3 separate regions of the Mus musculus genome follow, and regions 1 and 3 are each linked to region 2. Evidence: chromatin contacts called from public Hi-C and promoter capture Hi-C data. All regions are on one chromosome and are shown on one strand. Each heading gives the region's core, a stretch centred on a gene start, on an enhancer-like site or on the middle of the called end of the contact. The rest is flanking DNA. Distances are from core to core; before and after follow the strand shown. Region 1 holds the start of Naip1 (NLR family, apoptosis inhibitory protein 1). Region 2 holds the start of Gtf2h2 (general transcription factor II H, polypeptide 2). Region 3 overlaps Ocln (occludin).

Region 1 (3,646 bases), core at 132-2,631, 40 kb after region 2:
CTTTCATAAGGGCTTCTGAGAGCCTTAGATCAGCCAGCTTCTCAACAAAAGTCTTTCATCTTGGAGAGAAGCTCCTTAAGATACAGGGTGTTTGAAAGGAGGCAAAACATCCATCCTGCAGGAAGAACTGTTAAATTCAAAAAGTAAATAACTCAAAAGCTTCAGGAAGTTCCTGAAACTGACTAGATTCTCTATGCCTCTCCCTCCCTATGCATGTAAAAGTGGTGAGAACTACCTAGATGCAATCTCAAACCATCTGAGATGAGCTAAACTGATTGGAAGTGGCTCAGAACAATAGAACTACCTGGAAGGTACACTTTTCAGCCTGAGCTGCCTATGGGTAGTATGGTATGCTCTGGGTTTCTAGCTGTGGTGAGCTGTCTCTTGTGCTGGGATGATACAACTTTTGAGTCATTTCTGCTTCCATAAATAACTCTTCACCCAACTTCCTGTAAAGTAACCTTAGTAAAACTCACTGGATCAAATCAAGTTAGATTTATTTAGCGATATATATATATGTATGTATGTATGTATGTATATTTCAGGTAATTGTGAGCTGCCTGGTATGGAAGCTGGGAATTGAATTTCTATCAGAGCAGTTAGTAATCACTCTTAACCACTGAACCATCTCACCAGCCCCAGATCTTTTTTTTTTTAATATAGGATTTCTCTGTATAACTCTGGCTAGCTGGGATTAAAGGTATATACCACCACACCTGGCCTCAAGTAGGACTTTGGTGGTATTCTTTGGTTGGTTCCCTATTAGGGCTGAGTAGATGTCTCCCCAAGAATAGTGTCACAAAAACTAAAATCCTAAATTGTTCAAAATGAAATACATCTTCTAGGACTTATTATCTTCTTGGGTCCTGACTAACCATGTTAATACAATATAGAGCCTTAACTAGTAGCTTCCTCAACTGTGAAATTTGAGTCTTAGTTCCTCAAATACTTGGTTTTTCCTTAAAGGGCTTCTGTGAGATCCTATGCAAAACAGTCAGTTGGGGAGATGGCCATCCCAAGGATTTACCTAGTTGGAGGGGAGTTCTGATCTACACCACATGATTCTACCATGTGTAAACCTCACCACAAGCATACACATACTAAAACATTTTATTTAATAAAAGAAAGATGAGCATAACGATGAGGTGGGATATACATAGAAAGTTCCTGGAGAATACTGGTTCTTGATTATTGTCAAATGATTGTACAGTAGCTCTTGTGTTTGGATATTTTTGTCCAGCTACTAGTGCTGTTTGAACAGTTTGTGGAACCTTTAAGAGGCGGAGCCTCATCAGAGGGAGTGAGTAGTTGGATACAGCCTTATGCGTTTATAGCCTGGCCCAATTCTTTCTTTCTCTGCTTCTTCACTGAGAATGTAACGTGACCGGTAGACTCTGATCCTTCTACCAAACCTTCCGTGCCATGGTGGAATTTATCCCTTCAAATTGTAAGTCTGAACAAACCTTTTTTTCTATTAAGTTACTTTTGTCAGGGTATCTTAGCCCAGCAAAAGGAATACTGCAGCTTGTGTTGAAGAACATGAAGTAACTAATCAAAGCTGCCAAGCCATGGCCAGTTCCTTGTGTAAAGGGGTGGAACAGGAAGCTACAGTTGGGTAATTGTGTGTTTTGATTAAGAACATGACCTTTGTCTCGTCATCTTTAAGGCGACTTTAAGGGGAAGACATCACAAGACCACTAAAGATAACTAGTGAAAGATTTAAGCAGCCCTGTTCCTGTTGGGCTTCAGAGGCCTGATTTCTGGGGACTTTATACACAAGTGATAAAGAGTTGTCTTGAAAATATTATTAGGTTTTGTTAAATGTGATCAATCACTTCTTCCCCCTGCCCATCCTGCACTTCCCTTCTCCTTCTTGCTTTGGCCCCGCTTGCTCCAGCCCATAGAGTTTTTAAAATTTGTTTCTCATTATTGGTGTTTGTGAGCCAACATGTGGTTGCTGGGATTTGAACTCATGACCTCCGGAGGAGCAGTCAGTGCTCTTAACCGCTGAGCCATCTCACCAGCCCAAATGTGATCATTCCTACTTGACTGCCAGATGTGTCTTTAAATCAAAAGGTGTACTTTACCTTAAATGTCTTCAGTTTGCACAGAATCCCCACACTCAGGAGACTGGGCAGGATGGTGTCAACTTTGAGGTCAACTTGGGTTTATAGCATGACCCTGTCCCTAAAGCAAAATAAAAATGAATGGAACAAATGAAAGCCTTCAGTACGCTGCAGTTTTTGTAGAGAGATGGGTAGAAGACAAATTTCATTCTGGATGAAAAGATCAAGGTAGAGTGTGTAAGATGTTATAATGAGGATCTGGTCCACTCTAGCTATAGGTATGCATCGAATACTCCTGTGGGGTAACTGAGATGCTGAAAATGCAGACAAGGACCTGAGGATTGGTCATAGCAGACAGTGAGGTGTTTGTAAGGTTCCCTTTGGTCTAAGTAATGATTTACTTTTCAGAAATTCTCTAAGTGGATGACCTCTAGCCTGAGTCAGATGTTGGAATAGAAAGAGGTTGTTTTAGACTAACTTGATCTTTTGTATTGGATGATGACCCGAAGAACAATGTCATTCATTAGGACGGAACAATGAGACTGAAAAGATCTCAGGCCTAGTAAACTAGATGGTAATTTTGATTAGAAATGGCCTCCAAAAAGGAGGAAATTAAAGGAATTACCTCTGAAATGTCAAATGATTTGGTAACTAAAGCCAGTAACTGGTTATAGGGTCTGTCTCACCAACTCCTCAGTCTGTGAAAGCAACAGAGCAAATTTCTAATTTCTTACAGCCTTGCCTTCTGCTGACACAAAGGCAGAACTTACGGTGTCTATAAAGCAGTTCTTATGGTTGCACATGGTGGAAAACACCCATTATCCCAGCAACCAGGAAGTGGAGACAGAACTATTGAGAACTACATGGTCAGTTCCTGACTCAAATGTCCATATCAAAGAAAGAATCAAAAAACCCAAGTAGGCAGGTCTTCTGTTAGTGCCATGCCTGGTGCTGTTTTTGAAGTGTACTAAGAAACTTCTTTTCTTTCTAAATGAAATAAATCAGCAAAGAATGTGATGTGATGAAGGCCTTGGGCGTTCAGTGTGGACTACAAATCTCAGGGCATTTGTAGTGGTCTGAATAAAATAGCCTGAAGGTAGTGAGGAAACTTTAATGGTGTGACTATTCCATGGTACATAATGTATTGACATAACTAATCTTGCCAATTAGAAGCAAAGGCAGTTAATTTGTGTGTGTGAAAATCACTTAGAGATTTTAGAGGAAAAAATTCCTACACTTGAACATTAATATGTGCACTTTTATTATTTATAAACTCTACAATATTATAATCAAATCATATGCCTGATAAATATGATCAGATAAACTATGATATACATATACAAAATTATAAATTTAACAAGGCAGTGTCAAGTATGGACACAAGCTATCTTATGTGTTTGTATCATGAAAGTATTATGTTAAGTGAATGTCACTAATTAGGAGGACTATATATTACTGTCCAGTTTTGTGAAATGTCCAGAATATGTAAATTTAACAAGGCAGAGTAAACTAGGTACCCACCAACTGCTCTCTACTCCCTGACTGAAGACACAATTTGATCAGCTGTCTCAAAATCCTGG
Region 2 (3,661 bases), core at 529-3,028:
ATTTACAGAGCTAGTTCTAGGATTGCCAGGACTACACAAAGAAACCCCGTGTACACCAAACAAAAAACAAAACAAAAAAGTATTGGGTTGTTAAGGCTCACTTTCTTGCAGCCTTTCAAATTAAACGCTTTTTGTATTTCAGTTACACTACCCAAGCTGTTCCCAGATTTTCTAACTTCATTGTGCCAGCCAGCTATGGACACACACACACCACACTCAGGGAGGGAGAGGGAAAGAGAGAGGAATAGAGAGGGACTTACACGAGGTCTTATAATACAGCCCAGGCCAGTCTTGGGCTTGTAATCCTGCTTCAATCTCCCTAGTTCTGGTATAATCGGTATGTACCACCACACCCAGGTTTTATTCAATTCTTTCTTTACGGTTGTTCTTAGTTTCACAGCTTGAAAAGGTATTTCACTAGGTAAGATAATTTTATTGTTACTTTATATGTGATTGGAATATTAGTCATAGTTATACTGAGACTACCATGATTTCTGTGCACATTTTGTTTTGCTTTGGTACCCTGTTAACAAAGTTTTAATAAAAACCCCCTGTTCCAGCAGTCCTAGCAGACTTGTCTGGCCACGCGTCTCAGTTTGCCAAAGAGACACGTAATGATGAATGACAGAGAAAAGGGTTTTATTAAGGTGGCCATGATGAGAAAAACAGATAAAGGGGTTTGCATATACCAAGTCTGTCTTCGAGGGGCTGAGATGAACTTTGACATTTTATAGAAAAGGGAAATGGGAGGGGCTTGTGGTGTGCATAGATGACAGAGCCTGTGGTCTGGTCAGGTGATCTGGTCAAGGCATGGGTCTGATCACTTATGCCAACAAAGGCCTTGTTTCGCAAGGGTTTCTGGAGACCTTGCTAGTGATGTCATTACTCCGAGGCAGACTGTTTATGGCGAGGTAGTTACCCCAGCGCCAGCTTTCAGCCTCCCCACCATACGTAGTTGCCCTCATGTGGGAGGTGATCTGTCCTGCCAGGCTTGCTCTTTGCTTGGGAGTAGTCTCGGTTCCACGTCATAAGGATGTTTACAGATCAGTCTTGCCATTCCTTGTGTTCAAGAGAACTACAGAAGAGAGTGAGTGACTTAGCAGGAAAATTGTTTTTTAAAAAAAAAAGTCAGAGAATGGTGCCCTTCGTCTTCCTAGCTCAGTCTTAGTTTCTAAGACTATTTTACAGAGCCAAAGTTATGAGTGGGAAAAGTTCGAATGTGTCTTACTTCTATTCACAAATATGCTTAGATGTATTTTTATTTTATTGGGGGAATCCTCTTATTTTTGGGTTAAAGAGCATGCTTGGCGCTCGTGGGGGTGGGGCGGCAGGTGGGGCTATGGCTATGCAGTTAAGAGCACTTGTTGCTATTCCAGAGGGTCCGGATTTGATTTCCATCATCCACATGGCAGATAGCAAACATCTGTAACTTCAGTTCCAGGGGATCAGATGCCATCTTCCGTCCCCTGCCCCAACTAGGCACGAACATGGTGCACAGACATGCACGCAGGCAAAAACATCCAGATACTAAACAAAACCCAACAAAACAAAACCCACGGACAAAAAAAAACCTCCCTAAACGCATGTATAACGTATCCAGAACTTGTAGTTTTAGCTGTTTGGTCTATAGAAATGCACCCCACAGCAGAAATATTGGTGAACTGGAAGGCAGTTACGCTCTTGGGCACCACTTGCTCCCTAGCTCCCTCTTCTGGCAGCAGCTGCCCTCTGCCGCCGGAACATTTTTTTTTTCCCGTGGCTCCAGCGCGCTGCGGAAGAATTTTGGCGGCGCACTCAGACTGCCGGTACTTCCGGTGAGGGTCGTCTCGTCGAGGCTGGTGGGTCTACGCGAGGAGACCTGCGGGGTCCTGAGGCTGTGGAGGGCTGGAGTGAGGCGGACAGGAGAAGAAGCCTGGAGCTGAGGACCGAGGTGCAAAGCCCGGGTTGGCCTCGGGGGGGACCTGGAGGGCGGAGGGGGTGGGGGCGTGTGCAGGGAGCGCGGCAGCTTCCGCCTGAGGAAAGTTCTCGCTGCAGGGCTGCCGTTTGCCGTGAGTCTGTGTGGCCCGAAGCGAGTTTGCAGCCCCGAGCTGTCCCTCTCTGAACACGGGGGACAGTAAATCACCCTTGACCTCGGGCCAGGCAGGGTAAGGCGAGGCAGAGCCTCCGCAGTGGCCATGCGCGCTGCGGCTCGCGGGTGCACGCGAGGAGCTCACCGTGAGCATCTCCCGGGGCGGCTGGGTGTGATGACGGAAAGTCTAAGAAACGGGTGATCTGGCTGCGGCGTGGGGACTTCTAACTTCTCCCCGGTTGGATTCTCCATCATAAAGAGGCCCCGTATACCCAGCCAAAAAGTGTGCGGCGTTTACTCGTTGCTTCTCATTTTCTCTGAATTTAAGAGAGTAATAGAAGAGTAAAATATAAAGCAAATGTTGATGCGGTGGAGCAACATTTAAAAAGCTTAAAAGTAATATTATGCGAACTGTGTGTGCACACGCACACACGTGTGCTGGGATCACAGGTGTATTCCACTCTGCTCATCCTGAACAGAAATTTTATTTATTTTTAATTAATTAATTAATTAATTTGGAGATGGTTTCTCTGTGTAGTGTTGGCAGTCCTGGAACTCACTTTGTAGACTAGGGTGGCCTTGAACTTTAGAGATCTGCCTGCTTCTGCCTTCCGAGTGCTGGGACTAAAGGTGTGCTCCACCACAGCCAGGCTCATAGTTTTGTTATTTTTTAAAATTATTATTTTTTTTTTATTTACAGTTCCAATGTTATCCCCTTTCCTGGTTTCCCCTCCGAAAACCCCCTATTTCCTACCCCTTCCCCTGTTCACCAACCCACCCACTCCTGCTTCCTGGCCCTGACATTCCCCTATACTGGGGCTTAGAGTCTTCACACGACCAAGGGCCTCTCCTCCCATTGATGACAAACTAGGCCATCCTATGCAGCTAGAGCCATGAGTCCCACCATGTGTACTCTTTGGTTGGTGGTTTAGTCCCTGGGAGCTCTGGGGGTACTGGTTAGTTCATATTGTTGTTCCTCCTAGGGGGCTTGCACACCCCTTCAGCTCCTTGGGTACTTTCTCTAGCTCCTTCATTGAGGACCCTGTGCTCTGTCCAATGGATGGCTGTGAGCATCCACTTCTGTATTTGGCAGGCACTGGCAGAGCCTCTCAGGAGGCAGCTATATCAGGCTCCTGTCAGCAAGCTCTTGTTGGCATCTGCAATAGTATCTTGGTTTGGTGACTGTATATGGGATGGATCCCCAGGTGGGGCAGTTTCTGGATGGTCATTCCTTCAGTCTCTGCTCCGAACTTTGTCTCTTTAACTCCTCCCATGGGTATTTTGTTCCCTCTTCTAAGGGCTCATCCTTTTAATTTTTTTACTTTTTTGGTTTTCGAGACAGAGTTTCTCTGTGTAACAGAGCCCTGGTTGTCCTAGACTCTGTTAGTAGACCAGACTGGGCTCGAGATCCACCTGCCTCTGCCCTCCTGTTTCTGAGTAAAAAAGCCAGTCCTGCTTCTACAGATACCTGTCTTTTATCTTTTATTTCCGAGTCACCTCCCATCAGTTCCACCATGTCCAGGCAGAACTTTACTTTTATGTTCACAGTGGTGTTTGAGGGGCTTGAGTCTCATTGTGTAGCCCAGTCTGGGC
Region 3 (3,904 bases), core at 1,245-3,744, 34 kb before region 2:
CATCTTGACGGCCATGTTTTAGTTTTTATCATTCCCCCCCCAACCCCCCCGAGATAGGGTCTTGTTATCTAGCAGAGGTTGGCTTTGAACTCTTCATATATCTATCCTGGGCTGGCTACACTTGCCTCAACCTTCCAAGTAGCAAGGATTATAGGGACACGCACCAGCACACTTGTCTTATTTTGTAAGGCCCCCACCAGCTGCCATGTCGAAACTTTCTGCCTTCATTTTGCCTGTTGTACATTATGAGGTATCTTGGTGAATCTCCCTTACCTTCACAGTTGTCTGATTGGTGGCACTCTGCCAGTTTGCTGATGGATACATTTGCCATTTTGAATTGCATAAGGGAGCTTGCAACCAAGCCTGAGAACCTGATTTCAATCCCTGCAAACCACATGAGGGAAAGACTCAGTGATGAAAAGTGAATTCTGACCTCTCCACTCGTGCCGTGCTACACATGCACACAAGTGAACAAACAAGCAAATAAAGTAAGGAGGCTGGAGAGATGGTGCAGCGGGTTAAGAGCACTGACTGCTCTTCCAGAGGTCCTGAGTTCAATTCTCAGCAATCACATGGTGGCTCACAACCATCTGTAATGGGATCTGATGTCCTCTTCTGGGGTGTCTGAAGACAGAGTACTCATATACATAAAATAAATAAATTAGAATTGCATACAGAGATTAGAATGAAAAAACAAAAACAAAAAACCTAGCCAGGAGGTGGTGGCATATGCCTTTATTTCCAGCACTTGGGAGGCAGAGGCAGGCAGATATCTGGGTTAGAAACCAGTCTGGACTATACAAAATGAATTCTATGACAGCAAGGGATACATAGTAAGACTCTGTCTCAACCCCCACCACCACTCCCACTCCACCCCATCCCTCCCAAAAAAGAATTAAAAAACCTACTTTGTATTTCTTGTGTGCATGTCTTCAGTTCTGTGGATCCTCCACAGTAGTATTAGTAAACTAAAGGGAAATGCACATGGAGCCATTAGATATTAAGAAAATGCAAATTTATAGCAGCACCATCTGTGCATTATACAACTGTTAATGGCATACGGGATTTCCACACACTTTTTTTTCCTAATTTTTAGTTAATCATTTAATAATTAAAATATAAATTACATAATTTTTCCCTTTCCCTTTCCTCTCTCCAGTCCTTCCTGTATATCCCCATCCACACACATTTTCAGGAAGCATTCTTTTTGTGGACATCCATTAAGCCAAATCTGGTCCTAATTTTTGGTAATTGGGGTTTTTTTTTTCTTTTCAATTTTTGGAATTTTAAACAGTGGCTTTTGTTTGTGACAATTTGTAAGAAATTCTTAGTATAAAAATAATAAAATTTTGGCAGGCGTGGTGTGCACCTTCTAATCCTGGCCCTTGGGAGGCAGAGGAAGGATGATATTATGAGTTCCAGGCCGACCTGGTCTACATAGTGAGTTTCAGGACAACCAGGGCTACATAGTGAGACCCTGTCTGGAAAAAACAAAACCAAACAAACGTACGTACGTACGTGTGTGTGTGTGTGTGTGGGGGGGGGGGGGCGGGGGGGTGAGGCGCGTGTAGTTTTAACAATTGCCACCACCTTTTCTTGGGAGCTACGGTGCTACCAGCCCCTCCCCGCTACCAGCCTCCCCCAGCTTTCCGGCTTTCTGTTTTGTTCCACCCAGTTTAGCTCTGGGATCAGCCCCACCGGCCCTAACCTGGCTTTCTTTCCTACCCGCCTTTGCTCTGGGGGGGGGTCGAGCTACCAGTTTCCACCCAAAACCCTTGAATTCATGGGTAAAAGACATACAGACAGCTTTGTTACTTTTTAACTTGCCTACTAGGCACAATTGCTGGGGTCAGATAACTCTGGGCTGGAAAGGCTTACCCTTAACAATTTACTATCTTTGTCTCTCCTCCCACCCTAAACTTAGTGGCTTGTTTCACCTAGCCCCTGTTAAACATCTTTGGCCACCCACCCACAGTGGAAACCGCAGGCCTTCTCTGCGCCCCCCCCCCCAATGTGATTGCGACATTCTTTTTTTCTCCAAAGCATGGCAGAAAAGCCCCCCTTGCCTTCCTTGCAGCTGCCTTTTCCTCCTGGGACTATAAGTCCCAGTTGTACCCTCTGCCCAGCATTTGGCTCCTGGTCTTCTTTATTGACAAATTAAGAACCAATTGGGGAGCAGGGTTAGCGTCAGACCCACCCCTTGTGTGTGTGTGCGTGTGCATTCCTGTGAAGGCAATAAGAGAGTGTTGGATGTGGGTGCAGGGGAATGAAACTCAGATCTCCTGGAAGAGCAGGAAGTGCTCAGAATTGCTCCTGTACCACATTTGCTTTATCCATTCTCTAGTTGATGGACCCATAGGTAATTCATATTTATTTTTTTAAATGTATCAAATGTATTCTCGGGAACTGGCTTTTCCTGGATCACGCTGTGGCTCTGTGTGGAAGGGTCTCAGTCAGGAACTGGCTTTTCTATGACTGTACTGGTTTACATTCCCACTGATTGTGCAAGGATTCTCTTCCCTCTGCATCTGTGCCAGCATTTGTCTCTAAGCAGCTTGCCTTCCGGTTGCCTTGGTTTTAAAAGCTCTGCACAATCTGTTACCTGATTACATTTGAAATTGCTCATTTTCCGACACCTTTTCCTGTCCTGGACATTATCAGTCTTTAATTCCTGTCAAATTTGTGAGTTTCATCTAAAGACATTTTGTGATTAAGCAGGTTTGTCTGCTATTTATGATCTTACCACTTACATAGCAGGCTTGGCCGTCGTTTGCATTGTTCTGTCTTTTCTTCCTGCCATTCTCACAAAGCTTGCTATGTTACAGTTACTTGTTACATTGAATCTTTTTCCAGATTCCCAGGGTCTCTCTCCTTTGTCTTCAGTGTTCTTTTTTTTTTTTTTTAAAGATTTATTTATTTATTATATGTAAGTACACTGTAGCTGTCTTCAGACACTCCAGAAGAGGGAGTCAGATCTTGTTACAGATGGTTGTGAGCCACCATATGGTTGCTGGGATTTGAACTCCAGACCTTCGGAAGAGCAGTCGGGTGCTCTTACCCACTGAGCCATCTCACCAGCCCCAGTGTTCTTTTAAAGCCATTCCATTGAAGTATGAGTGACAGGGCTTTTCAGTTTTTACGCTCTTAGATTCTCCTGTCCATTCCTTTGTGGTTTCTGTTGTTTCTGGTCTAGACTGTCTTCTTGCTGTGCTCTGTGAGGTTGGGACCCAGTACATACTAGACAAGCACCGTACACCAAGCCATTCCCTAGTCTCTGCAACTCACTTTCAATTACAGTATGAAATAAGTCCTAACTTAACTTGCCCCAATGTGACCTTGCACTGACTGAACTTGTATCTCCTAAGAGCCATCCCCCACCCCCACCCCCTTTTTTTTTTTTGGTAAAGGTTGACTTCTTCTGTTCTTTCCTTTTATCAACACATTTGACCAGAGCAATTATGTAAAAGGCCAACAAACCAATTTCTCATAGCGAGTTTACAAAGCGTTAGAGAATCGAGAAGATTGGCGATGAGCTTGAATTTTCTCTGCAGACAGCATTTTCATTCATAAAAATCGGGTCACAGAGTCTGTGGCAAAGCTTGGCTGGAAACTGAGTATTTCACACTCTCAGGCTGCCTTGGGTTTGTTTGTTTCTAACTGGGACTTAGGACACACACAAGTAGATTAAAACAATCTCGGTTCATTACATTGTTATCTTTGAGACAGGCATAGCATTTCTTGTTACTTTCATTGGTTTCATAATGAACCCTTATGAACACACATTCCCAGCCAAGGTTTCAGCTAAAAACATTTTTAGCTTCATAGAAAATGTTGGACTGAGAGCATTTGCCTTACATGTGCAAGGCCCTAGGATCAATGCCCAGTATATGTGTGTGTGTGTGTG

What was found. Hi-C and Micro-C count contacts between places; a contact is called where the count stands out from the background. Capture Hi-C pulls out chosen DNA fragments and counts their contacts.
Region 1: a promoter capture Hi-C map of adipose tissue shows a contact between it and region 2. The contact joins the promoter of Naip1 here to the promoter of Gtf2h2 in region 2. A contact is called at or near these places in 4 of 39 promoter capture datasets (embryonic stem cells, macrophages and stem cell-derived epiblast-like cells), 6 of 484 Hi-C or Micro-C datasets (B cells, ECoMG myeloid progenitors, embryonic stem cells and 3 more), 7 of 115 datasets of contacts at active chromatin or transcription factors (the SCID.adh cell line, embryonic stem cells, intestinal villus epithelium and 1 more) and 3 of 9 other capture datasets (adipose tissue, liver and pancreatic islet).
Region 3: a contact with region 2 is called in a Hi-C map of the N1E-115 cell line, with 7 times the contacts expected there. The contact joins the enhancer-like site here to the promoter of Gtf2h2 in region 2. A contact is called at or near these places in 9 of 39 promoter capture datasets (the 3T3-L1 cell line, 3T3-L1-derived adipocytes, the HPC-7 cell line and 5 more), 3 of 484 Hi-C or Micro-C datasets (the N1E-115 cell line, embryonic stem cells and nephron progenitors), 8 of 115 datasets of contacts at active chromatin or transcription factors (the SCID.adh cell line, embryonic stem cells, extraembryonic endoderm stem cells and 3 more) and 2 of 9 other capture datasets (adipose tissue and pancreatic islet).

Annotation. Positions count from the first base shown.
Region 1 is chr13:100,450,599-100,454,244 of GRCm38.p6, reverse strand. Naip1 (NLR family, apoptosis inhibitory protein 1) reads left to right here and starts at 1,381. Exons shown (of 16, transcript NM_008670.2): 1 at 1,381-1,447.
Region 2 is chr13:100,490,726-100,494,386 of GRCm38.p6, reverse strand. Gtf2h2 (general transcription factor II H, polypeptide 2) reads left to right here and starts at 1,778. Exons shown (of 16, transcript NM_022011.4): 1 at 1,778-1,930.
Region 3 is chr13:100,524,786-100,528,689 of GRCm38.p6, reverse strand. All of the region lies in intron 4 of Ocln (occludin), which reads left to right. Among named protein-coding and RNA genes, the nearest start is that of Ocln, 26 kb to the left of the region's middle. Within about 2 kb of position 2,494, at least 34 of the 459 cell types and tissues checked have an H3K27ac peak or open chromatin away from gene starts, as enhancers often do. A contact at or near this core is called in the N1E-115 cell line, extraembryonic endoderm stem cells, liver and 1 more, where this site is marked.